5 separate regions of the Mus musculus genome follow, and all the other regions are linked to region 2. The links are chromatin contacts, called in public HiCAR-type, HiChIP or PLAC-seq and promoter capture Hi-C maps. All regions are on one chromosome and are shown on one strand. The core of a region is the stretch at or near the end of the contact, and the rest is flanking DNA. Distances in the headings are between cores, read along the strand shown.

Region 1 (4,000 bases), core at 414-2,913, 2.4 Mb before region 2:
TATGAGGACACATAGGTGCGAAATGCCACAAAGGAACCCATTACCTTGTATGCCAACCGAAAACATTAACAAACACTAAAAACATCTTTGATAAAGATCTGCTCCAGCTTTTAAAATTGTAGTTTGTATCTGTTTGTTATCTGTTTGTATCTATGTATCTGTTTGTGTATCTGTGTATCTACTTGTGTATCTGTTTGTATCTGTTTGTTAGTGAATAGGGCATGAGATTTTTTTTTCTTTGATGGCCTGCCTGTCCATGCTTTGCATCTGATTCTTCATGAAGGTCTTAGGTCACATTGATCTAAAGATATGCATACATGATTGCATATATATCACATTTGTTTAATCTCAGGTATTTTTTAAATTTTTATGAGGGCTCATAAATGCTAAAACTTCTTTTCAGTACAAGTTCATCAAAGCTAAAAAAAAAAACATAGAAAAACAAAACAAAACAAAACAAAAAACCCTCAGCCTAGACAGGGTTCAAACTTCTGTGTAACTCAGGCTGCCCTTGAACTCCTAACCCTTAAGCTACAGACAGCCTTCTGAGTGCTAATGTCGCAGGTATGCAGTACTATAGTAGCCTTTCAAAACTAAATTGTATTTTTAACCCGTAAAATTTTACTTGCGGCTTGATGATGGTGGCACACACCTTTAGTCCCAGCTCACAGGACTCTGTAGTCCTACAAGACCTCCCTCAGATCGCCAAGTTCAAGGCCAGCCTGGTCTACAGAGCAAGTCCCAGGACAGCTGGGGCTACACAGAAAAACCATGTCTCAAACCACAACAAATATCTATCTTGTAGAAAACTAGGCAGAAACTAAAGTCTTTTTCGTGTAATTATTTATTGACTGGTGACTTTCTAACGGGCCTAGTGGTAATCCTCTTTCGTGTCCTTTCTCATTTAATCATAATGTATCCCCAGCAGATTATTGTAGTTTGTATCCCTCTATTACCTAAAGCCAAGCTCTAAGTGGTTAAGACACTGGGTGAACAAAAACACCCAGGTAGTTGGTGGACTTGATTTTAAGTTAGTGGGATCACCAAAGGGCTCACAAAAATCAGCACAGCAGGATGTTATGCCATTATACTGCAGGCTCCAGAAAATGCCTTTCTGAAAACAAGTAAATTAAAAGGGCTTTCTATCCCGCAACCTGCCACAAGGACTGTTTCCCTGCAATGCTCAGCATGGATGCACGCTTAAGAGTACAATAAGATACTCACTGAGCCCTCTTTATAAAGAGGAACTCGTGCGTATCCAAGGGTGTCTTCTCTGGGGCTCCTGTGGGAATTGTTTGAAAATCTACCTCCCCATCGCAGGGCAGGCTGAAAAAGAAAGAAAGACAGGTGGAAGCGTCTGCAGGTTGGCAGGAGCAGCGCATGCGGAAGTCAGAACTTTCTGGGGGCGTCCTGGCCGCTGGATCCACGCGCGGCACACGCAGGTGGCGCCGCGTCCCCCGCGCTCCAGGATCAAGGGGGCAGGGTCACTGGGGATCGCCCCCAGAGTCCCAGGGAAGGTGAAGCCTAGCTTTCTGCCCGGGCGAGGGAGGAGGGTGGGCAGGAAGCGCAGCTCAGCGCCGGGGAAAGAAAGACTGCCATTCCCAGCCCCCCGCCCCGCGGGGCGCGGGGTGCTGGCGGCGCATGCGCGAGGCCCGGCCCCCAATTCCCCGAGCGAGGGAGGGAGGCCCCCGGCGGCCCGAACTGCGAGCCGCGGCGGGACCGAGCGCACGCAGGGGCGCGCCGGTGGCCGGGCGGGACGGGCTGCAGAGGCAGCGGTCGCGAGCACGCGAGGCCAGGGACCGGGCGGCCATCGGAGGGCACTACGTACCCGGTGCGGGAAGGGACCCACCACCCGCGGCCCCCCACGCCGGGACAGCGATGCGTGAGTCTGGCCCCGGCTCGAGGGCAGGATGTGCGAGCAGGACAAAGGCTAGGCGGCGGGGGAGGAGTTGGGGACTCTGAGCCAGTGACCCAGCCAGCCCTGGGAGAGCTACTACAGCCCGCAACTTTGCAACTTTTGCAGAGGGGCACATTGGATATTCTGCAAGTTGTTGCACACAGTTCCAGATAGCCCCAGGTTGGGCGGGCGGAGGGAGGGGAGCGGGGACACTGCTGGCTCTTCAGGACAGCGGGCGACAGCCAGCTCCACGGTGCAGGGCAGGAGGGGGCGCCCGTCCCGGACTGGGACAGGGACCGAGGAGGATCAGGGTCACTGAGGGCAGGGTGAAGGAAGAGTCTCCGATCGCTGAAGCTCCTGGTGTCCTCGCAGGGTGCGCCCCGAGATCCCGGTAGCTTCATAACTGCGGCGGTGATGGATGAGCCGTGGTGGGAAGGGCGCGTCGCCTCGGACGTACACTGCACTCTGCGCGAGAAGGTCAGTTCCTCCCCGCCCTTGTCACTCGCAAGGACTGGGTATTTAAAGTCACTTTCGGTCTCCTGTGGGTGTCTTCAGGATGCCCCGCATGGGAACTCAGCACTCTTGGTGCCCTTTTATTTGTGCGCCTGCTCTTTTACCTTCATGGGGAGTGTGGTCTTCTTCCAGGCAAAGGACCTGGAGATCCAAGAACTTGAAGTCGGTTTTTCACCAGCCACCTAAATGAAGAATAGTTCGTATCCCATTGGATTTCCTCCCGAGGTTACTTTACATGGTACAAGAATGGATTAAAAAAAAAATACTGTGTATCCATTACAGTGTGTAATTCAAAGACACATAATACCACCTACTATACATAATGCTGATTTTCCCTATCATTGTAATGATGTTGTAGCAATTTCTTTTAAAATATAATTACTAGACTAGTGCATAGCTCAGTGGTAAAGCAGATGCCTAAATAAATCTATGCAAACGTAGTAAAGTTACAGTTCGGTGTAAAGAAATATTAGGTAGATGGTGGGAATTCATTGTTAAGGCAGGAACTGAATGAAATTTAAAAGTCTGGCCTGGGGGCAGTCCTAGCACTGTGGAGACAGCAGAAGGATCTCCACAAGTTCAAGGTCAACTGAAGCGTCAGGAGGAGCTCCAGGAAGCACAGGGCTACACAGTGGGACACTTTGTCTCAAAACGAGAGAAAGAAAAGACACACTAGCCTTAACCGAAAGAGGTTGCAGACTAGAAAGCTAAGGGAGAAAACACAAACTCCCCTGCCAGTTGGCCTCCTGTGGTAGAAGGTGGGCTGGCTGAAACTTGATCCCCCTCTCAGTTCACCTCCTGTTGCTGAGGCTGCTGTTGGCCACTGGGAAACTGGGAAAACCCAGAGGACTGAATGAAGGCTTTGCCTCTTTCTTCCTGTACCTGGGCTGGGAAGGATTGTTTGGAGACTTGGTGTGAATGGAAGCAGAGCTACTGTAACAAAGTACTAGAGGCTGGTGGGCATCCGATTTCAGGATGTTGGAAGGATACAGAAGATCCGTTTGCTTTTGAGACAGGGTCTTGTTATGGAGCCCAGGCTAGCTGTATAGGTACTGTATAGTCCAAGCAGTCCTTAAATTCATGGTTCAATTGCCTCAGCTCTCTGAATGCTCTTAACTTACTGCCTCTGTGTCATCTCCTGTCTGAGAGTCTGTGTCTGTTTCCTCGTAGGAGCCCACCCTACCCGAGTAGGGTGTAACTGTACTTTAACTGGTACATCTGAAAGGATATGACTTTCAAGTAAGGTCACATTCTCAGGTTCTAGACGGACATGAATTTAGGGGAGAGGTAGTCTCGACTGGTTTGTCAGGCCAGTGTAGGTCAGAAGTTGTCTTATTGGGGCCCGTAGATCTCTGTAGAACTGGGCTCCCACTTTCAGCAAAACATACTCAGTGTCTGTGGCAGACCTGTTATAGAGTCTCCAGATTCAGGTGAGGTGAGAGAGGGGGACTTGACTCATTAGGGAGTGAATCTCTTCTAGTCACACAAATGCTTTATTTTATTTATTTATTTTTTCCTCTTTTCCTCTACCTGCTGACATGTCTCTGGCATTGCTTTCCCGTGTTCCTTTGCTCTGTCCAGAACAGAATG
Region 2 (4,256 bases), core at 1,498-3,997:
GGTAGTCCTTCAAAGTCTGGTTGCTAGGATACAACACGACTCTCCCATCAAATCCTGGAGGATACCGAAGGGGCTGGTCCTCAAAGTAATCCCGCCAGTAAAATACGTAACTGGAGGCAAACTGGGAGGCCACGAGAGTCATGAACTTACTTGTAAGACACATTGGGCAGAACAAGAAAAGAGAAAGTATTTGGTATTAATTCCACGCCAAGACTGGATCTGCAGATACAATAGAGAGATTATACAAAGCTCCCAGACAGCTAAGAGAAACTTTTAATATGTTTTCAATGGAGTCAGCCTCTACTTAAACTACTTACTGACTTATGATGAAGCACCATGACCAAAAGTAAGTTGAGAAGAAAAGGGTTTATTCAGCTTATACTTTCACATCATTGTTCAGTACTGAAGGAAATCAGGACAGGAACTCAAAGGGAGCAGGATCCTGGAGGCAGGAGCTGATGCAGAGGCCATGAAGGAATGCTGCTTACTGGCTTGCTTCCCATGGCTTGCTCAGTCTGCTTTCTTACAGAACCCAGGACCACCAGCCCAGGAAGGGCACCACCCACAGTGGGCGGGCCCTCCCCCACCAATCACTAATTTAGAAAGTGCCCCACAGGCTTGCCTGCAGCCTGATGTTATGAAGGCATCTTCTCAATTGAGGTTCCTGCCTCTCAGATAATTTTAGCTTATGTCAAACTGACAAAAAACTAGCCAGCACACTCACTAACACCAAATCTCTCTCCATAGGACTTGGTATACATTTATAATTCAAGATTTTCTTATTGTTGTTTTGTGGGTATGGTATTGTTTTCCGTCTTGGAAGAAAGGGGACCATTATTTTGAAGACATACCAATTCATCATATAATTTGATTCCCCAAAGAGTTTCAGTATACTACCAAATTCAATATAAGATGGATCTCCTTGTTAAAAAGTTTAAATAACTCTTTAATACATGGAAAGAGTGACCCTGCAATGCTACCCATGAATCACCAGTACTCTATTTTTCTCTCAAAGTCTCTGCTTAAGTCTCTGCTTATCCGTCTAACTATTCAATAGGTCAGTCTGGAAGCTGGATTGACAGGATACAGAAGGAAAAGAATTAAATAAAGAAAGCATCTTAAAAAAAATACACAGCACAAGAATTTTCAGATCTCATTGGAAGGAAACAGTCAAAATAGGACATGTACACTCTGTAAATGCAGCATCACCCACAACTTTGAGGATCTCAGCTGTCGCCATGAGAAACAGAGGAGCAGAGAACGGGAGAGCATCCTAGCGGAGGCTGGTTTTGAAGCTCACCTGGCTCTTCTTTTGAACCAATTGCTCTTCTTCCTGAACACAAAGCTGTACTCGTCACTCTGGCCGTACGCAATCACAATGTCCTCCAGCTCCTCCATTACTGTCTGGGCACATTTGGTCATCAGATGGAGGGCCCGACTGTCATTAGGTTTGGCAAAGTTGTGCTCCTCAGCAAACCTTCATAGAGGAAAGAGAGGGGCACAAGCGGTGGAGAGTGTCATCACCAACACCATCCACAGAGGCAGTTAAGAGAGATGGAGAGATAGCTCAGTAGGTAAACTGTCAGGACCAAGTTCTAGCCCCAAAACATAAAACAGGGTGGGGGCTTGGTGGCACCTGCTTGTCATCCCAGTGCTGGAGAGGTGGAGGCAGGATTCCTGGGGCTAGATGACCACCAGGCTAGAGTATCTGGTGAGTTCCAAGGAAGTTCCATGAGAGACTGTCTCAAGAAAAACAAGGAGGACAGCTCTGAGGAGGGACACCCAACATTAACCCTAAACTTACGCATAAGCATGTACAGAAAAAAAAAAAAAACACGTTTTTCTTTCTTACTTTGACACACTGACAAAAAGGGATACAACTGCTAGGCTTCAATCCACTTTTCTGTGAAGTTTCACCTTACTGGGTGAATTGAGAACACTATTACCTTATCAGGTTGTATTGCTGATTAGGAGATCAAAATGCTCTTACTAAGTGCTCAATAAACATTACTATAGCTCTATGTACTTAAACAGCTATAAAATGGTAATAACGAATAACATAGCCCTTTATTGAAATTAAGTCCCCAATAGTTTACTCTCCTTTTTTCTTCCTGACTCTAGTGCAGTCAGTTCATGTAATATGAAGCTGACTATGAGAACGGGACATACTATCAACTCATGACCACAGTTAGGCTTATGCGGGCCTCTTAACAACTCTCAAAAATAACAAAAGGGTCGCACGTGTGACTGAAGTTTAAGTAGTGGACCGAGAAATGACACCTCCCCCCCACACACACACACACACAAAGTTCTTGCAAACTGGTTTCAGCTAAAGTAGCACGGGTTTTTCACCAATTACAGTACCCAGTTCCTTTTAAATATCTCAACCACCTAGCAAGTCCTTCAGGCGACGCTCAATGCTGAGTGTTCATTGGCTGTCGCGTTACCCCGGTAACTACGAGAGGCGCACTTCCCGGAAGTGTGGGCGCACCACGCGGTCTCCCGCCCCTCCAGCTCACCGGTGGAAATTCCGGCCGTCCAGCCGCACCACCACCCAGCAGTGCGGCAGGCATGTGTCCTGAACCTCAAAATTCCGCACGTACTCAAACTTGCTCTTGGCCATGGCCACCCCCAATCTCAGGCACCGTCTTAAAATAACGGAAGTAGCAGCCAAAAGACTGCCGATCCTCGCTGTGCGGAAAGCCCACATTCGCCATAAGGAAGCAATGGACGGGCCCCACCCCGGAAGTTCCTGTCGCTGTCAGAGCCGCTCTAGCCACGGTGGAGGTTTCTCTATTGACTCTATTGCCTTCAACTCAGCTGGCTGCCAGGCGTGTTCTTCTGGGCTGTGGGTGCCTGTCTGTTACCCCGTAGGCAGCAAATCGCAAGCTATCAGATGTTGTTTTGTGACCAAGTTTAAAAGTATAGTTGTGACCTTTTTGTCTTGTACTTCTAAATAGCATTTATAAAGCATTTCTAAGTAGCATTTCTAAATTCCTTGCTAAGATGAAATACACTAAATTATCACTTTATAGTTCGGGGATGGGGTGGGGAGGATCTTCTAGATTCTTCTAGGTAAGTTTAAACAAGGAACATAAAATAGAAATTGATCATCTGTACAATTTTGTATTTTCTTCCATTGACCCTGTTTGGTTTTTTTTTTTTTTTTTCTAGAGTTATTTAGTGGTTGTTCCAGTAAAGTGTGATTTAAACAAAGAAAGGGCCAGCAAGACAACTCAGTCTGTAAAGATGCTTGATGCCAGGTGTGATAACTTTGATCCCTGGAAGCCACATGGTGTGTCCTTCCTTTCTCAGGCTTTCCAAAAGTGAATACCAGAGGCAGGTTACCCTGCCATATGTCATTAGGTGAATTTAAAATTTGTACTCATCACTATTAAAAGATTTTGTATGTGTGTGGGTGAGTTTATGTGCATCTGTGGAGGTCAGAGGAAGACATCAAGTATCTTCGTCAATCCCCCTTCATCTTAATTTTAAGACTGCCTTTCACTGATCCTGGCTCTCACTGGTTGACCTAGAAGTCACTAGATGGCCAGCAAGTTTGAGGGAGCCTCCTCTCTCTGCCTATCTCACACTGGGGCTGATGGGTATAAGCTTCCACATCCCACTTTATATCTGAATGTTGAGAATTTGACTTTGGATTTCTACGCTTGCCTGGCAAACATAATAATTACAGGGCCATCTGCCCACTCTTGAACTCAGGATTGTTTTAAAATGCATTTCCTAGCTTTGCCCACTGGGCACAGATGAAATGATACCCTGAAAGCAATAGGCATACAATTCGTGGTTGCTAACACCTCTCTCCACTAGAGTATACTCCTAGAAGAAGTGACTGCCTCCTAGTTAGATGAGTCACAGAAAACACAAAATGAGACTGGGGCACATGTTGTGGCAGAAGGGAAAGAACTGCTAGGAGTAATAAGACGAAGTGACAAAATGAGCCCAGAGGACTAGTGCTGCCACTGAGCAAATCTGAGGTGATTTGAGTATCAGAACAACAGTGAGTGATTATCATGTATGGAATAAGTGAAGGCCCAGGCAACATAACAATACTCAAAGAGAGGAAAGTTCATGGATAGTTTTGGAAGTATTGTTACACTAACTTCTTACACTGGCAATTGATTATTAAAGGGAACAAGGCCCTTTTCTTGTCTTTTATATAGAACTACAATTCAATGCCAGTTGATGAGAGGAAGCCTTTTACAAAAGAGTGCCGGCTAGTTTCAAACACAGAATGG
Region 3 (4,201 bases), core at 1,065-3,564, 2.9 Mb after region 2:
CTCTAGTTACAGTTGTAAACAGGTTCTGAGAACCTGGATCCTTTCTGTACTTACCCACTGAACCATCTCCAATCCCTACCCCCACCGCCAATCGTAAATTGTTGTAAGGTATTCACCATAGACTCCTGCTCAGACATGGGTAGAAGCCAATAGAACGTCTTTATTTGTCATCTGACTACTACACTGGGTTTACAGGATCCCAGTGTAGCCCCGAGCCCTTCTCAGGGTGAGCTTTTAAATACACAAGCATGGTCTGAGTTGACATTCTTCAGTTAACCAGAACAGTTGGCCAGAAGCAGATCTATAGAAGCAAGGTTAGTACATTTAGAGATTTTCCTCAGAGCGATGCAGACTTGGATGGATTAGGTCTTTGCTTTAGATGGATTAGGTTTTTGGCAGGTGGTGCTGTCTAAACGCTGAGTGTGACAGCCTGTAATGGCACTTCCATCATGGAGTCAGTTGTGCTAAGATCTCAGGGCCTATTAAGTCTGTGGCCCTGTAACAAAATCTGTGTGTGATGGTCTGTAGGCTTCATGGATAAAGTAGCATTTGAGAGGAGGCCTGGAGACGCCGGGTATCACACTGTACAGATTTTGGCCAGAAGACAGATCAGCGAGATGAGCCCAGGGACTGGCTCGCTGGTAAAGAGCTAGTTGTGTGTCTGGGTGACAGTCGCAGGTCAACCATAAACTAATCAAACTGCTTCAATATGGTGTCCCCGTGAGTCAGGTGCTCTGCTGTATACTCAAGAGGTCTTTGCCACACTGGATTACATATTGTATGTGAATGAGAGATTTGGATAGAAAAAGTGACCAAGTTAAAATAAAAACTGCAAAGGCATAAGCGAGATACTTGAGAGTTCCACAGAAAAAAACTTTTTTTTTTTTTTTTTTTTTGAAGCTGGGTTTCATATAACCCAAGCTGACCATGGGGGATGGGATGGCTATGACAAGGGATGACCTTGAACTCCTGACCCCGTGCCCTTTAACGCTGTGATTTACAGGTCTGTGCCACCAGGCCCAGCAAATAACACATCACCGAAGGTCCTCGATGTCATGACTCTGAGTTCTTGGTGAACCAGAAGAGCCTTAGCTCACCATCAGTTGTCCTGTGCCTGAAACCGGTGGCCATTCTTTAGTCCAGGGATTCACTTGTTTCTTCAACTGACCTAATAATGTTCCTTATCTTCAAAATAATTGTAGGTGAGTTTGCAGAAAATTTAAAACGTCCCATGGTGGAAGAGGAGAGTCAAGCAAGAGCCTTGAGGTTATTATGAAGACTTCAACTTCTTTCCTGGGAGTTAGCAGCCACTCACTGGTGGGGTTTGAGCAGAGGGCTCTGATGGATACTGTGGAGACATGGGCTCTGAAAGGGTTCTCTAAAGTTAAAAAAATTTTTTAAAAATGGAAGCGATTGTAGAGTGTGGTGACTGAGGCCGGGGGATTGAACCAGGGCAAGGAGCCGAGTGGGGGACTCTAGAACCCAAGAAGAAAGTAGGAGGTCATAGACCGGAGAGAAATGGAGGTGGTAGCATCCCGAGTGGCGAGGAGAAAATGCTGTGAGGAAGGACAGACACACCAGAGAGGTGAGGTTTGCAACTCTCGGTTAGAATTGGGCGAGTGGATAGAGACATTGACAAGAGAGGTTTTGAGAGAGGCAGAGAAAGAAGCTTGACCCAAGTGGCCTCCAGAATGAAAGGATAGAAAAACTACTCCAAAAACAAAAACAAAACGGTCCCTGGAACCCAGCTGTATACCAGCTGGGGAGAGACAGAGGGATTTGGGGTAGGTGTGGATTCTGAATGAAATGAGGGTAAATGGCTGTATTACTTGTTCAAAATTAAAGGGATAACTGTAAGAGATGATGTAGTTACAAAAGTGGACAAAAGGCCACGCTTGGGATGAGGAGGTAGAGCCAAATTCCAGACCCTAAGTTTAGCTCAGCGCAGTGCCAGGATGAGTCGGTATGCGGGGAACCAGACACCTTGTCCCGGGAGCCAGGCCTTTGCCCCTGTAGGGCAGGGTCAGCCTAGGTCAGCTACTGGGAGTGGAGCCCAGCTGGCCTTGCGCGCTCACCTGTCCCCGACAGTTCCCTACTGCTGACTGGGCCATACTGGGCGGCCTAGAAAGGCGGTGGAAGGGGGGTCGACAAAAGGGAGATCGGGGCTAGGGTGGTGGCTTTGGGAACCCAGAGAAAGGGCAGCACCTGCCTCCATTCTCAGCTGGGTGCACCCTCGGCTCACGTCTCAGCTTGCCCGCTGCCGGCCCCGCCCCTCCTCGCCCAGTGGGTACTCGGAGCTCAGCCCAGCTTGGACAGTAGCATCCAGGGACCTCCCCAAAGCCACAAGACTCGAATGTACTAAGGACACGGATGGCGACTGTGGGGCCGCGGACCGGGCCGAACGCAGGAGCCGAGGCGCTGGCCCTAGCGGCAGAGCTCCAAGGCGAGGCGACGTGCTCCATCTGCCTAGAGTTTTTCCGGGAGCCGGTGTCAGTCGAATGCGGCCACAGCTTCTGCCGAGCCTGTATTATGCGCTGCTGGGAGCGTCCCGGAGCTGGGACCGGCACGGCGACCCGCACGCTGCCCTGCCCACTGCCCTGTCCTCAGTGCCGCGAGCCCGCGCGCCCCAGCCAGCTGCGACCCAATCGACAGCTGGCCGCGGTGGCCTCGCTCCTTCGGCGCTTCAGCCTGCCCCCCACCGCCCCCGGGGAGCGCGGGACTCCAGCGGTGCCTGCCCGGGCGGCGGCTGCGCGGTGCTCCCAACACGGAGAGCAACTTAAGCTCTACTGCCAAGACGACGGCCGCGCCATTTGCGTGGTGTGCGACCGCGCCCGCGAGCACCGTTCGCACGCCGTGCTGCCGCTGGAGGAGGCGGTGCAGGAGGCCAAGGTGGGTGCAGGATGTCCCGGAGCCCTGGCTCTGCTCCAGCCCTCCCAGCTCTCCTTGCGGACTGCAGGCAGGGTCCTACAGAAAAGCCCCGGTCTCCTTTTTCTCTTTCTAAAACTGTTTTCCCCTCATCTCTTCTCGTCCCTCAGAGCCCGATGCCTGGAGGCCTGGAAGATGGCCCCAGGGACTTGAAATCTTGTCTGTCCCCAACCGCTAATGTAACTCTGCCCAGGAGAAATTCTGTTTGTCACGCCCACATATCCACTGCCACACTCCTACTGCGTTCCCAGGGGCGTGGCACTACACAAAGTACCAAGTTCAAAGAGGAAGAACACAGAATAGCGTCCTGGGTTAGGTGGTCTGTCTGAAGGGCTGTGAAGCCCATTGGTTCTGGGCATCTTCCCTTTTAGTCTGTCCCTCGATAGGCTGCGGCACAAGAGGCGTGTGCAGCTCCCAGTCTCTGCTGCCCTGTTGTGCTCCAGCCTTCCTACAGGATGAGAGGAGAGCTGAAGATAAGATAGACCGAACCAAGGTGGGAGTCTCGATTCTCACCGCAGACCACGTGATTGATGCCCTTGAGGAAGTGAGACTCCCGGACCTTTGGAGTTCCCCTGCATTTGTTCTGCACCAATAGGCTTAGTCTGCAAGTCTCTGTTCACCCCATAGCCAGAGATGGTATCTATCCAGTCTCCTGCTCCTGAGAGCAGAATCTTGGCTTTCTCCTGGATGGTTCTAGGAAAGTACACGAGAGGGTATCCAGAATTTTCTGACCACGTGTCTTCCTTCTACCACAGGAGTTGCTGGATTCCAGGCTGAGGGCCTTGAAGAAGGTACTGGAAGACTATGAAGCGTTCCGGTCAACAGAGGAGAGGGAGAGCAAGGAGCTTCTAGTGAGTCCAAGTGTGAGAAGCATAGGGTTGTGGATGACCAAGGCAGAGAGAGAGAGAGAGAGAGAGAGAGAGAGAGAGAGAGAGAGAGAGAGAGAGAGAATATGGTTGAAACAGTAGGGTGGATTTCAGAAAGACAATATGGTATACATTACAGAGGTTGACTATATAATTTATAATATAAACTAGAGCTGTTCAATTCATCTTTAGGGTGCACAGTCATTCGTAACAAACCAGTTAGGACCTGTAGCAGCATCTTGTAATTTGAATGCATTAGCATTTCTTCACAGAAACACGTCATATTAAGTAGGAACATACGGTGAGGAGCCACACATGCCTGAGGCATGTTCTGCCACAGGAGGAAAAAAAACAGTGAGGAAAACGTTTTGTTTTCTGAGCTTTAATTTAAGAATTAGAGGTTTCTGGCT
Region 4 (4,308 bases), core at 876-3,375, 2.5 Mb before region 2:
CGCAATTGTCTACTTTCAACTAAAAAGGGGGTTGGGAGAAACCTATAAAGTGAGATGGGGAAACAGCCAATACTGGGTTTAAACACTCGCAGTAGAGTAGAATCAAAAATTAGGAAGAGCAGTAATCTGGGTAGATGCAAGAGCAGTTTGATGTGTGTAACTCCTTTACAGTTGGGGTGAGAGCTATTCCCTACACAGACATCACATCAGACTGGGGTCTGTCTTCCTACACTTCCTTAAATCTGTTTGTGCGCAAAGGGATGTTCCTAGTAAATATGTAACTCAAGCTTCCTTTAAATTCATTCAACAAATATTTACTGAGTGTTATGCTAATCATCAAAAGAAAGAGCCTAACTCTGGGAGTTGAAGAATAAAAACAACACACGGGGCCCCGCACGCATGGACACAAGCACACACACAGCACTTACACTTTTACTGTCCCTTCTATTCCCTGTTCCTTTTATCCCCTCAACCTGTTATTTTCTCTTTGCATCTACTTCTGAATTAAACCACCAGCACACAAAAGTCTTGCTTTCAAAAATAAATCTATATACATTCCCACAGCTTCCACGTGAACATTGTCTAATTCCTTGAGAGGTTTTCTTCCCCTCTCACCAACAGGAAACATTGCTTTTCCCCAGTCCACTGCAAGTGTAAATAATATCACCATCCTGTCTTTAAAAGGACATGTTTTTCTGAGTGATGGTGTTCCCAGGCCAGCTTTGTGATCCCCACTTGTTACTGGGAAATAATGTACCTGGTTGGTAAACTTATAATAGAGTCCTCAGCTAATACAAGTCTCTCCTAATTTAGCTTTACAGAAAGCGTTCATCCAAAGATAATCCCTGCCTTCTTGGTCCCTCTCTCAAGCCTTGCGCTCTGAGTCCGCAGGACTCTGCTCTGCCTTTAGCTGCCTTGAAAAATCAAAATTATTTTTACATTCTTAACCCACTTCAAGTTCCTTTTTTAAAAAGTCTACTACTTTGGGCTGTTTGACTGAGGTGGTGGGGACGTTAGCTATAGTCCTGTATATCTGAAGAGCACTTCACGTAGGGGAAGTATAAATAACCACAAGACAGCATAAAGAAAAATGGCCAAGCAATGGCTCAGTAGTCAATACAGGTCATTCTTGCAGAAGCCCCCGGTTTGGTACTCATTCTGGTTCACAGACATATATCTGCATTTCCAGTCACAGATGATCTAACGCCAATGATGTGCAAACTCACACACAAAAAACATAAGGCTTTTTTTTTTTTTTTCCTGAGACAGGGTTTCTCTGTGTAGCCCTGGCTGTCCTGGAACTCACTCTGTAGACCAGGCTGGCCTCGAACTCAGAAATCTGCCTGCCTCTGCCTCCCAAGTGCTAGGATTAAAGGCATGTGACACCACTGCCTGGCATAAGGCTTTTTTTTTTTTTTTTTTTAAGAAAAATAAATTCACCAAAGTCGCCTATTTTCCAGGAGTTTGTTTTTTATGGGGATGTTTGTTTGTTTGTTTGTTTGAAAAAGGGTCTTCCTATGTCACTGGCCAGGACCTCAAAGATATGCCTATCTCTGCTAGGATTAAAGGTGTGTGCCATTACGCCGACCTTTGCAGCATTTTCAATAATCATTTTTGCTAAGATTCTGTGCTGTAGGCTGGCAAGATGGCTCAACAGGTAAGAGCACTCACTGACTGTTCTTCTGAAGGTCCTGAGTTCAAAACCCAGCAACCACATGGTGGCTCACAACCATCTGTAGTGGAATCTGATGCCCTCTTCTGGTGTGTCTGAAGAGAGCTACAGTGTACTTATATATCTTTGGGTGGGAGCAAGCAGAGACTGACTGGGCGAGCGGGGTTGACCGGAGCGAGCAGGGGTCCTAAAAAAATTCAATTCCCGACAACCACATGAAGGCTCACAACCATCTGTACAGCTATAGATTATCCATATACATAAATAAATCTTTAAAAAAAAAAAAAAAAAAAAAAAAAAAAAAGATTCTGTGCTGTTCCAGAAAGAAAGCTGCACTGCCATCACTTCGCCTTTCTGGGTCAAAAAAAAAAAAAAAAAAAAAAAAAAAAAAAAAAAAGAGCCAAGCGCTTGCAAATGCGCATGTGCCGATCTCCCGGAAGTTATCTCTGCGCAGCCGGAAGAAGGCAGGGAACCCGGAAGTAAACATTGCCGAGTCGCTTCGTTTCTGGCGGATGGTTTTGAGTGGTCTGCGGCGCGACTGGGTAAGTTGGGGTTCTGAGATTGAGCAGACGAACTGGGGACCTCGGGGAGCGGGTATCCCCTGCAGTGAGTCCTCGCGGTGATGAGCCGTCGTGGAACGGCGGACCCGGGTGGAGACTGTGGCCCAGGACGCAGGCGCCGCCCTCGCGTTCAGCCGGACCGAGGCTGACTCCTCAAGGAAAAGCCCTGGTCACTGTAAGCCGGACATCCTGAGCAGCCCGTACCGAAGCTGAGCCCTCTGTCCCCAAAAGAGTTCCTTTGAGGTTCAGTTTTTTCCGTTAGGTGGAGATGATCTTATTTTGTGAGGGTCAAATTAGAATGTCCGTATTGCATCAGTGAGTGGGAGCTGTTAAAGTTCTAACTCGGAGAGAGCCGGACCCTCTGCAGAGCAGTGGAACCTAATGACAAAACACTTCAGTCCCTCTTAATCTTGAATGTGACAGGCCTGCACTCCAGTGTCTGTGGTTTGTAACAGGGGTTGAAAGACCAACTAAAGTCAGGCTTGGGTTTGCGATCTGTCGTCTCTCACTAATGTCTTGTTATCTGAAGGTGTTAACCCCCCCCCCCCCGCCCCAAACTTGTTTCCTCACCATAAAATAGGGTGGTTGTAAAGATTTGGTGACGGTCTGCATGGTAAATTAAAGAAATGGTAACTGTTAAAATGAAGATGATTAAATCTGTGCTTCTAGTATATACTACCACGGATTTCTAACACTTCTGTTTTTATTTTTAAGTCTATTTTATTTTAATTATGTGTATAAGTAGGTAGGTGGGTTTGCCCTTGTAAGAACGTGTGTAGTCTTCTTGGAATCCCTGTAGCTGGAGTTAGGGACAGTTGTGAGCCACCTGACATAGATGCTGAGAACTGAGTTAGGGTTGTCTACAGGAGCAGTAGGTGAACCGTCTCACCTGCCCCATACACAGACCTCTATGGTGGCATATGCCTATAAAGCCAGAACTCGGGAGATGGAGGCAGACACAATTTCACAGGAAAGTCATGGAGTTTAAGGAATGCTGTGGATAAATACTTAGTGTTCTGGGTGTGGATGTCATGTACACAGTTGGTTGTGTAGATTTGAAGATCAAATGAAAAGTCTAGGGCAGAGAGATAGTATGGAACCCCAGTAGTGGGATACTGTTCCTCCTGAATCTTGGCAACTGGTATTGTTTAGAGTGGTGAGTGAGGCTCTTGCTGCTCTGTAAGGAATCAGCCTCTAAATAAACGTGTGCAAATAGATGAGCCTGCAGAGAAGTCGAGAACAGGAGAGGTGTTCACGGAAAACCAGTAACATGTTATAGAAGCCAAAGAATGAGAATCTCTGACAAAAGAAGGCATGGAATGGTCGGGAATGGAAATGAAGTCAGTGACCAGAGCAGAGGAGTGCAAAGCAGAGGTATAAAAATAGGCACACTATGAATATGGGTGATTTTGTGGTGTGTGTTTGTGTGTGTGTGTGAGAGAGAGAGAGAGGCAGAGACAGAGAGAACTAGATATGCTAGGCATCCCTGAATGTAGACAGACCCATCTCTATTTTTTTCTAACAAGGTCTCATGTCTTGAACTCTCTATATATCCAAGGGTGACCTTGGTCTTCTGATCCTATATTCACATCGAGATTGCTGGATATCAAGTATGCACCACCAGGCCTAGTTTTTGTTGCACTGGCAATCAAACTTCTGCTAGGCAAACGCTCTATCAACTGAGGCTTCATCCCCAGCCCTGAACTTTGGTAATTGTTAAGGCATTGGGCCTTCAAGGGGAACAGTGATGTGCTCTGGTTTTTTTAGGTTTTTGGGGTTTTTTTGTTTGTTTGTTTGTTTGTTTTCCTATGGAAGATAAGTTTGAGACATGCAGGAGGGCTAATTTAGGAACATCTGTATGAAAGTCTTTGAATTTTTTTTAAAGATTTATTTATTGTTATTTGTAAGTACACTGTAGCTGTCTTCAGACACACCAAAAGAGGGCATCAGATCTCATTACACATGGTTGTAATGCTGGGATTTGAACTCAGGACCTTTGGAAGAATAGCCAGTGTTCTTAACCACTGAGCCGTCTCTCCAGCTCCTTAAAATTTTATATACATGGCTTTCTCTGCT
Region 5 (4,099 bases), core at 93-2,592, 2.9 Mb after region 2:
TGGCCAACTGCAGGTTGGGGCGGAAGCTCCGCCGAGGAAAACTTTTTCGACACTGGGGACAAGTGAAGCATCTCCGAGGGGCTGGAGGTGGCGGCAGTTGGGTGATCGGGTCTAGCTCCTCTTCCTCGTCTTCCTCCAGCACTTCCTCCTCCTCGTCCTCATCTTCCCCTCTCAGGTCCGCCACATCCCCCAAGTAATAGTCCAGTTCTTCCTCCTCCTCCTCCTCCTCCTCCTCCCACACATAGTCCATGTTGTCCCAGTTAGACCCACCTATACCACTACTCCAGAACACTTCCTCTTCCTCCTCGGCCTCCTCCTCCATGTCACCCTCATAATCTTCTTCCCGCATAGGGGTGTCCCAGCCCCCGCCAGCCCCGACAGCCTCCACTTCTTCCTCCTCTCCGACCTCCTCCTCCTCCTCCTCCCGATCCAACTCATCTCTGTCTTCCTCATCCTCCCCGCCCCACAACTGGGTTACACACACTCGGCAGAAGTTGTGCCCGCAGCCGATGGACACCGGGTCCGTGAAGTAATCGAGGCAGATGGCACACACCGCCTCCTCCTGAAGGGTCTGCACAGGGTTGGGTGTCATGGCAACGGCAGCCATCTTAGTGTCCAGTCAGCCAGGGTAGAAGTGCGGTGGGGGGAGCGGGGGGTGGGGCGGGGGGGTCTCCCTTTCCCGAAGCCCCGTCCCCACCCCGAGCCCAACCTCTCCGCACCTTGCCTGCGGCAAGGCCAAAGGAATGTCCTCCGACCAGCCCACCCCGCCACGCACAGTCCCCTACCCCCAGACGACCACCGTGTCTCACAGAGGGGAGGGGACAGAGGGGAGCCCCACCGACAAGCCGCTCAGGTGGACCTGAGTGCAAATCTGCCCCAACGCTCCCCTGGCCTGCTCATAAACCCCCGCCCCTCCTCACTTCCTGGCCCCGCCCCCCGGCTTCCGGCCTCCCTCCCAACGCTTCCGGCGTCTCCGCACTACCTGAACTCACGAGTTCCCGGCGAGGCACCGCCCCCTTCTCCCACGCCCCGCCCCAGGCTGCAGAGCGACCGGAAACGAGAAGGAGACGCTCTAGCTGACACTCGGGAACAGGACGGGAGGGCTAGGACGGCGGAGGCCCACGTCTCGGTGATGACTGGCCGCGAAGAACGCGTACGGAGCGGAAGGCGCCCCCATGCCCTGCCAGCGGGAACGGACAGCGGAGGGTGGCGAGGACGTTGAGCAGCGCCCTGTTCTCCGTGCTCCAACCGCAGCGGCCTAGCGCCATCCTACCGACCAGGCACGGACGATTGCAGAAGGGACTCCCAGGACCAGTGCCGGAAGCTGAGGGGCGGGCCCGCTCAGCGTCCTCATATTTCCGGCCCCTCTAGACCCGAAACTTGTTCGTTCGTTTGCGAGTCCGGGGGTCCCTCCGAGCGGGATTCTGGGCGGAGCCTGACGAAACCGGCTGGGACTGGAGCGAAAGGCTCCGCCCTCCCGCTGGACTGGGCGTTTTCTCGCCGGCTTTAGGAACTGCCACTTTGCTGGCGGACCACAGCGCTCCTGCAAGCCCAGCACTGTAGAGGCAGAGGCCGCGGAACTGTGGCAAGTTCCATGTTTATCAAACCTGGACTACAAAGTGAGACCCTGTCCCAGAAAACAACCACCAACCAGTCAAAGCAAGCCAGCAAAACAAAACCAAATCCTGCCAACCGGTCACTTGTCCCATCATTTATTATTAATATCCACATCCATATTAAATGCAACAGTGTTCAACTATATGACAGAGAATCTTTGGAATGAATTAAGTTTAAAAAGTGAAGGTGGCTGAACACTGGAGTATATATAGGAGGGCAAGCAACGTTAAGTGTATTCGGTACTCTGAATGGCTATATAAAGTATATAGTAATATAACGTAAATCATATAAAACAAATCAGAGTTGTTGCCTCACAGGATTTTGTGAGGATGTCGTCATGTAAAACGGTCAGAACGGTTTCTAGTATCTGGTAAAGAGGTTAAGGGCTAGCTACTCTACCATATTCTCGTCTATAGAAGAAAACAGAATTTCTCTAGGAAGGCTGGCCGGCCAGTAAAGACACTTTTCCGAAAACATAGTCCTTTGGGTTTTGAGACAAGTCTGTGTGTTCTCATTAAATAAACATATTTTTCAAGTGCTATGGGTTTACTCAAACTTTAGTACTTTATGTGGGCCGTGCATACCTTTCATGTCTTTTCATCCGAAATGGAAATTGTTTATGAGAGAATTCTATCCCTGTAGATCCAAAGCATTTCTCGTGCGGTTGTTTGGTTTTGGTTTTTTGCTTGTTTTGTTTGTGGGTCATAAATAACTGACGCACCATATCCTCTGAGCGCAGCCCAGATTTAGTTGGGTACCGTGACTCAGAGCACCTCCAACTGAACAAACCATGGAGCAAGTCTGGTTTTAAGAAGTGAACGTAAGTCTGTCCAGTTGTAGCTTTAAGTACTTCCCAGTTGCCTCCTAGAATGTGTAGTTTCCGTAGTGTAGTGGTTATCACGTTCGCCTCACACGCGAAAGGTCCCCGGTTCGAAACCGGGCGGAAACAACTTTTAGACTGCGTTTTTACCTCTCCAAGACAAGGGCACTTTTGGACGTCAGTGACATTTTCATAATACTGTAATAATTAAAACTGGTAAAGCACGAGGCTCTTAATCACAAGCAATGGGTTCTTAAAACTACATGGGATGAACGTCCTTTAGAAAGGACAACGATTTGAAGCACTTTTGTGACCAAAGCAAGATAGTGAGTGCTATGCTGTCTTCACTATTACAAAGATGGACAAAGACCACTAATTTGGAAAGCTGGAAGATAAGTAAGAAATGGGTACCATTTGGCAAATTCCAGGAGGCTGATCATCATTAGCCAGTTCACCACCTATTAGATATGCCCAGATATCAGGACTAGCTGTGCTGGTGGCCAGCCTATGGCTAATGAGCCTAGGACCCCAAGAGCCTGAAGGCCTATCTCTGTGAGCTTCCAAACCATCAGTTAGGTTTGGACTTGCAGTTCTAGTCAGGAAAGCTGTTCCGTGTGATGAGAACCTCAACTCTAGCTCATATTTCTTTCTTTTTTCTTTTTTAAATTATGTGTTGCAGGATATCTGCTCACACTGTGAATCCAGAGATTGTGTTGTTTACTGAAGGAAAAAAGAAAGAAAGAAAACTTTTTCTAGTTGTGGTGTGGCTCAGTCCCAACATACACCTTTAATCCCTCTGGATGGAATATAGACACACCCTTAGCACACATCTTTAATCCCAGACAACGGAGGGAGGTAAAGTTAGAGGGTAGAAGGAAGCAGCCATGTCTGAAAGTGATGTCTAATTGGGTGACAGATAAAGTGAAGAATCAGAAAGATTTGACAGAACAGGGTCTGCCCAGCACTCATGAGAAGAGAGAAGAGAGGCTACATGAGGGGCGAGAAACAGAATGACATGAGAACATGCTAGACACAATGAACCAGAGAAGGAGAAGGAGACAGAAGACTAGAACAGATTGCTAGAGTTAATTTGAGGCCAGGCAGAGCAATTCAGGAGAAGCTGAGAGAAGTCAGATTGAATCGGTCAGCTTGGAGAGGAGTTTGGGCCAGAACAGCTGAGTTGAACCAGCCCTCCTGAGATCAGAAAGAGCTGGGAAGGGTGAGCTTAGTCAGCAGTACGTCTCAGAGGCTGAAAACATTCTAGGCCTAGAAAACAGGCTAGAAGCTTCCAGAAATAGGCCTAGGTTAGCAGAAGGAGGCAGTAAGCCTCGGAGATGACAATGACATCAGGTGAATACAAGTTACATTTACAGCAGCTTATTTCTATCCATACACAAAGTAAGACCATAGTCATAGCAACCTTTCAGGAATGTGTGTTCTTAGGACCATGTGAGGAAATCTGCCTGTTTTACAAGTTCTGACTAATTCTTGTTATGGTCACCCTATTGGGTAATACATCCATTCCTGAACCCAGCTGCACCTTTGACACATTTTTGAAGGTTGATGTTATCCTTTGTCTAGTACGTGTAATCAGTAACTTGATGTCATTGTCAGATTTGTAGTGGCCTGGTTTGTCTGTAGGGAAGACCTAGACAACCAATA

The links. Promoter capture Hi-C pulls out the DNA fragments that hold promoters and counts their contacts. HiCAR-type assays count read pairs that join an accessible place to other places. HiChIP or PLAC-seq counts read pairs in DNA pulled down with a chosen protein or histone mark. Capture Hi-C pulls out chosen DNA fragments and counts their contacts.
Region 1: a contact with region 2 is called in an H3K4me3 HiChIP or PLAC-seq map of embryonic forebrain, with 5 times the contacts expected there. The contact joins the promoter of Ccnjl here to the promoter of Thg1l in region 2. A contact is called at or near these places in 2 of 115 datasets of contacts at active chromatin or transcription factors (astrocytes and embryonic forebrain).
Region 3: a contact with region 2 is called in a promoter capture Hi-C map of embryonic stem cells, with 4 times the contacts expected there. The contact joins the promoter of Trim7 here to the promoter of Thg1l in region 2. A contact is called at or near these places in 4 of 39 promoter capture datasets (embryonic stem cells, hippocampal neurons, liver and 1 more) and 1 of 115 datasets of contacts at active chromatin or transcription factors (astrocytes).
Region 4: a contact with region 2 is called in a promoter capture Hi-C map of adipose tissue, with 3 times the contacts expected there. The contact joins the promoter of Slu7 here to the promoter of Thg1l in region 2. A contact is called at or near these places in 2 of 484 Hi-C or Micro-C datasets (CD4 T cells and muscle stem cells) and 2 of 9 other capture datasets (adipose tissue and macrophages).
Region 5: a HiCAR-type map of astrocytes shows a contact between it and region 2, with 7 times the contacts expected there. The contact joins the promoter of Trim41 here to the promoter of Thg1l in region 2. A contact is called at or near these places in 6 of 39 promoter capture datasets (cranial neural crest, embryonic stem cells, hippocampal neurons and 3 more), 1 of 484 Hi-C or Micro-C datasets (uterus), 3 of 115 datasets of contacts at active chromatin or transcription factors (astrocytes, embryonic forebrain and embryonic hindbrain) and 2 of 9 other capture datasets (adipose tissue and liver).

The regions. Positions count from the first base shown.
Region 1 is chr11:43,527,086-43,531,085 of GRCm38.p6, forward strand. It overlaps Ccnjl (cyclin J-like), which reads left to right and starts at 1,664. Exons shown (of 6, transcript NM_001045530.2): 1 at 1,664-1,882; 2 at 2,270-2,374. The coding sequence starts at 2,312.
Region 2 is chr11:45,952,756-45,957,011 of GRCm38.p6, forward strand. Thg1l (tRNA-histidine guanylyltransferase 1-like (S. cerevisiae)) reads right to left here and starts at 2,748. Exons shown (of 6, transcript NM_001080969.3): 1 at 2,520-2,748; 2 at 1,301-1,477; 3 at 1-149. The coding sequence starts at 2,710.
Region 3 is chr11:48,835,157-48,839,357 of GRCm38.p6, forward strand. It overlaps Trim7 (tripartite motif-containing 7), which reads left to right and starts at 2,315. Exons shown (of 7, transcript NM_001347446.1): 1 at 2,315-2,889; 2 at 3,681-3,776. The coding sequence starts at 2,371.
Region 4 is chr11:43,431,606-43,435,913 of GRCm38.p6, forward strand. It overlaps Slu7 (SLU7 splicing factor homolog (S. cerevisiae)), which reads left to right and starts at 2,126. Exons shown (of 16, transcript NM_198936.1): 1 at 2,126-2,214.
Region 5 is chr11:48,816,049-48,820,147 of GRCm38.p6, forward strand. It overlaps Trim41 (tripartite motif-containing 41), which reads right to left and starts at 1,343. Exons shown (of 6, transcript NM_145377.2): 1 at 1-1,343. The coding sequence starts at 607. n-TVcac7 (a tRNA gene) reads left to right here and starts at 2,494; the gene lies at 2,494-2,566.